Regions from separate parts of the Triticum aestivum genome. Here region 2 is linked to region 1. A link is a contact called in public Hi-C data. All regions are on one chromosome and are shown on one strand. The core of a region is the stretch at or near the end of the contact, and the rest is flanking DNA. Distances in the headings are between cores, read along the strand shown.

Region 1 (2,700 bases), core at 35-2,534:
CTTCAATTTCGTCTCCAATCCTGATTTTGTTGAGATGTTCATTCACAATCAAGATCAGTACCGATATGAAAGAAAGACAGATAATGCACTGTTGATTAAGATTGCACCCTAGATAGTTTTCTCTTAAATGGTTAACACGTAAAATAACATCATAGTCAGATTCTATATATTTTTCTAATCAAATTCCATATATAACATGTTAAATTTGGAGTAACATTTTAAAAGATATGAGTATTTTTTAAAACATTTTATATGTAATGCGGGTTTAATGTCAGAAACATGAGGGTTTTTTCTATAAAATAGCATGACGCACTAAGAATAGCTATTTCTTTTATTAGTAGGTATAGATATAGATATATTTTAGAGTGTATATTCATTCATTTTGCTTCGTCTGTAGTTCATATTGGAATCTCTAAAAAGACTTTTTTCGTGAATACACAAAGCTTGCGTAGCATTTCATTGATAGAAGGAGTAAGAACGAGTACAAGAAGTGGTACAACAAATGACACGAACACAAGGCGTGAACATGGTACCCGGAGCAGGGAGACATGAGATGCTTAGCCCAAATAAAAAAACACAGCTAAGTTCGCCATCCTGGGAAGTAGCCCTAACCAACATCTTCAGATCCAGAACCAAGGACGCTACGAGCAACTAAGACAGCGCCTTCACGAAGGAGAACGACGCCGAGACGCCGTCGCCGTCCGATCCAGATAACCGGACCTAAGGTTTCCCCTGATGATGCTCGTAGAGGGGCACAAACATCGGTCGTGACAACGCTTCCAAAGAGGGATCTCTAAAAAGACTTGTATTTAGTAACTAAGGGGTAGTAGTTGTTGTTATTTTAACATAGTACAGACTCAAACGCTTATACATACGCACATATAACTCATTTTTATGAACGCACGCACGCACAACCTACCGCTATGAGCGTCTCCACGTCTTCGTCAACGACAGGAACGTCTCCTCCCACTGAACGCACATCGCCGAAAAAGACTGAAATAAATTCAGAAAAATACGAGCACCAATGCCAAAGTCTATTACTTGAACTCGGGTAGGCTGGGTATACTGTCTTCCTAACTATCCAACCCGTGTTCGCTAGGAGTTATTTTTTTTTAAGCTTGCTAGGAGTTACTTGTGTGTTAATAAAGAGTAAATAAGATGATGTGTACCCAAGACCCGGTACCAAGGAGAAACTGATACGGAAGATCGAGGTAGTGAAGACAGATCATAGGCCGGACGTGTTCCGGAAGGGTGCCAAGAACGGTCCAGATTAATCCCGCGGGAGTAGCGTGGGCGCGACGTGATCCGAGTGGGTACCGACGCACCGACGACCTCCGCCGTGACGACTGATTCGTCAAGAAGTAAACCAAAAGCGCGTCCGTGCCGCCACTGGCATCAGCCATCACCAATTCAACGCCTGGCCGACTACTATATAAATCGATCGTCCGCTACACCACAACTCAAACCGGAAGAGAAGAGAGGAGTCCTGCTATCGATTGATCGATCCCGGAGTCGAGTCATCCGGGGTTCGCCACCGCGTTCGACGGCGAGCAAGAACCAGGAAGGAAGGCTTCGATCGATGAAGCGGCTCCAAGAAGAAGCGCGCGGCCACCTCCTCGCGGGGACCGCCTCCCGCCACGACGCTGCGGACGCGGAGGCGCCGGCGCCGGTCACCAAGGGATGCGCGACGTTCTGGGTGGGGGCGGAGGAGGAGGGCGAGGCGCCGCGGCGGTTCGCGGTGCCGGTGGCGCTGCTCGGGCACCCCCTGATCCTGGAGCTGCTCGGGGAGGCGCGGGACAAGTACGGGTACGCGCACGAAGGCGCCATCGTCGTCCCCTGCGGCATCGAGCGGTTCCAGAAGGCGGTCGACGCGGCGAGGGCCCAAGAACGGCACCGTCACCACCACCATCATCACTTCAGTCTTCCTCACCTTACCGGGTGCTTTAGGCCCTGGCACGCTGTTGCTTAGGATCGACACGCCCGCGGCTAGCGTCCGGTTTGCGCGTGTTTTATTGGTTTCTTGGTGTGGTGATCAAATTGGTCGGCATCCAACACCATATGTAGCGTAGTTGATCGAGCTGCCCATGAAGAACGCAGATTCTATCTGTGACCGATCCATCATCGACGGAGTAAAATTTTGTAGCCTCGAAAATGATTGATCGGCTGATCTGTACAGATTTTATTGTGTACATGACGAGAATTCCATGTTGTTGCTTAAGATCGATGCGGTCCGCTTTTCTTGTTTTCTTGGTTTATTGTTCTGGTGATCGAATTGACAGACACCCATGATCCAGAGAATTAGTGTCTAGCTGATCTAATTGCCAGTTTTTCGTGATCGATTGTTGGAGTCAAATCTCGCCAGATATAACTCGGTCAAGCTTATTATCCGTCTGAAACTGTTTTATGTGAAATTTGAGAATTGTGATTGTTCGATTACGAAAGGCTTCACCTTGGAATACTTGTGGTTCTATCAATTGACCCCAAATGCAATGGGAAGCTGCTGAGAAGATCAAAACTGATGGTAGGAAGAGAGAGGGGCGAACTCCTACAAAATCCCGGATGACAATCTAATACATTTGGTTGACTTCAGTTTTTTAAGGGCATGTCTAATGCGTGCGCTTAGGATGGACGCTAGGATTAGTTTCCAGGCCAATTAGCAGTTAATCGGTTGAATCCTGGTGTTACGCCAGGCGTTGACCC
Region 2 (2,700 bases), core at 114-2,613, 430 kb after region 1:
GCTGCGGCGGATCGATTGGCCAATTATAGCCGCTCCGAGAGGGCCACGGCCGGCTGTGTGGTTACGTTCGGTTTCACCATGTATGAAGGACTTATGGCCTTTTAATTGTAATAACACTGTGAACTTGTAATAAAAACTCCCTATACTCCGAAGAAAAAAGCAGCGCTGCGGCGGTGATTCGTAGGGCATGGGATCCGTCGCGCTGTAAGCCTAAAATTCACACGTTCGGCCCAACGAGTAAAATGATTACTGACGAACCTCCCGATGTCCACAAAGAGTACGTGGCCTTTCGTCAGACTCTCATGAAAGCGGTGGTACACTGGCTGCTACACAGCGTGCATGCATGCGTCCATTATTGCGCTGTGCCGCGCGCGCTCAGAGGCGCCATGGCCAACAGCAAGATCGTACACTACAGCACCACCACAAATATACTCGTATACACGCTGCCGCCTGCCGCTGCAATGCACGCGAGAAGCTAGCTAATGTTTCCATTTGCAAACTGGACATAGTAGTAGTGCTACAAAAGTACCCAGTCAGTAGGCGTGCGTGCTCTGCTTACCCAGGAGTAGAAGACGTAGAGGCAAAAGACCTTGACGAGGAGGAAGAAGAGGCGCAGAGGCGGGAGCATGGTCTCCCGGCTCCACCGGCGCAGCGCGTCCTCCCGCCGGTCCACCGGCATCTCCGCGAACCGCTGCACGAACGGGGAGCTCCACGATAGGCACCGCGCGCCGCACAGCGCGAGCGTCCCCAGCCGCGTGCCCAGCAGCCACAGCACCGTCCGCACCAGCGTCAGCGCCTCCCGGAGACACATTGCCGACATCAGCTGCGCGACCTGAGCGCGCATGTGCGTACAGAGTCAGCCGCCGGTTGGTAACAAAACGCAGGTCGTCAAGACACGCCGTCGTATCGTAGCTAGTCGCAGGTGTGTGTGCTACTAACCTCGTCCGGGACGGGCGGGTCGGCGGCGGATGCGAGGAAGAAGTCCCGGACGGCCTTGTCGGCGGCCAGGTGGTGGCCGTCGGGCGGCAGCGACGGGACCAGCGCGCCGCACACGGCGGTGAGCGCCATCATCTGGGTGGCGGAGAAGCCGTGCGTGTAGGGCTCCTTCCTCGCACCTCCTCCCCGCAGGAGGGGATGGCCCTGCCTTCTCTGCTTCTTGTCCTCTTCCATGTCGCCTTTCTGATGTCGTCACAGACTCACAGGGGGATGATGGAGCGTGGGTGGGTAGCGGCGAGGTGCGAGGTAATGGACAAGCGGAGTGTGGACCGTGGAGGTACCGAGGCTTTAACATTGGACGGATGGGATATGGACGATGGATGGGCGGCAACGTCCGTCCGCTGCTTCCCGGGCCCCGCGGAGCGCGGAAGGATTGCGAAATTTCGGAACCATCCAGGTACAGCTGTTTTCTTTTATACTCCACTGTCTCATCTTTTTCTTTTTTTTACTGTATGATCTTCTCATCTGTTTAACTGAACCGGAGGTGCAGGGTAACTGCCTGAACTGAAGTGAATCTAGAACGGCGCACAGCTCGTCGGCTGGACGGCTGCTGAAGGGTTACGTGCCGCGGGACGGCAGCCTGCTGTGTCGTCGCGCGCGGGACACCACATGCATGGTGCGCGGCCGGCGCAACGGCTCAACCGCGCGCGTGTTCTGTCCCCTCAGGCGGGCTCGGTTTGGATGGATGATGCGAGCTGCAACCTCGTGACTGTGGACCTAAAACATTTTGCTTGGAGAATCTGGAGGAGACGGATGGATGCTCGGCGTACCAAGCACGTACGTTGCAACAGCAAAAACGGAGAGTGCCGATCCAATTGACTTCATACCGAGCTTACCTTCTGGTACCCCGGAAAAAGGACATTCTCCTAAGGGCGATCATGACGTCAAGTACTTCTTGTTCTATGGCTCTGTGCAGATGACTAGCCTGACGGTACCTACCAAGGACGGGGTAGCTATTTTACAGTACGACACAATCTTGTACTCCCTACAAACAACAACGACAACAATAAAACCTTTTAGTTTCAAACAAATTGAGATAGACTAAAGATGAAACCCATAAAATCTCGTGGCACGCATAGATAGATAGCCGCCACGCACCCTTATTCATAGCTAGTTCTTTGGTGATATTTTAATCTTCCGGTCTTTCTTAACGAACTCCTCTCATTTCATCGGTCTACCCTGACCTCTCTTGACATTCTCCGCATGCTTTGGTCATCCGCTATGTATTGAAATTTTTGGAGGCTTACGCTGAATATGCCCAAAACATCTCAGACAATGTTGAACAAACTTCTCTTCAATTGGTGCTACCCCAACTCTATCTCGTATATCATCATTCCGGACTCGATCCTTCCTCGTGTGGCCACACATCTATCTCAACATACACATATCTGCCACACGTAACTGTTGAACATGTCGCTTTTTAGTCGGCCAGCACTTAGCAACATACAACATTGTGAGTCGAACAACCGTCATGTGGAACTTGCCTTTTAACTTTTGTGGCACCCTCTTGTCACAAAGAATGACAGAAACTTGGCGCCACTTCATCCATCCAGTTTTGATTCGATGATTCACATCTTCATCAATACCCCAATCCTCCTGCAGCACTGACCCCAAATATTGAAAGGTGTCCTTCTGAGGTACCGCTTGCCCATCAAGCCTAACCTCCTCCTCTTCACACCTAGTAGTACTGAAACCGCACATCAT

What was found. Hi-C and Micro-C count contacts between places; a contact is called where the count stands out from the background.
Region 2: a Hi-C map of leaf shows a contact between it and region 1, with 2.7 times the contacts expected there. The contact joins the promoter of LOC123137502 here to the enhancer-like site in region 1. A contact is called at or near these places in 2 of 5 Hi-C or Micro-C datasets (both in leaf).

Annotation. Positions count from the first base shown.
Region 1 is chr6B:467,583,572-467,586,271 of IWGSC CS RefSeq v2.1, forward strand. No RefSeq gene overlaps it. Among protein-coding and RNA genes, the nearest start is that of LOC123137499, 130 kb to the left of the region's middle. Within about 2 kb of position 1,285, at least 2 of the 8 cell types and tissues checked have an H3K27ac peak or open chromatin away from gene starts, as enhancers often do. A contact at or near this core is called in leaf, where this site is marked.
Region 2 is chr6B:468,015,469-468,018,168 of IWGSC CS RefSeq v2.1, forward strand. LOC123137502 (long-chain-alcohol oxidase FAO2) reads right to left here and starts at 1,364. Exons shown (of 3, transcript XM_044557290.1): 1 at 940-1,364; 2 at 560-832. The coding sequence starts at 1,170.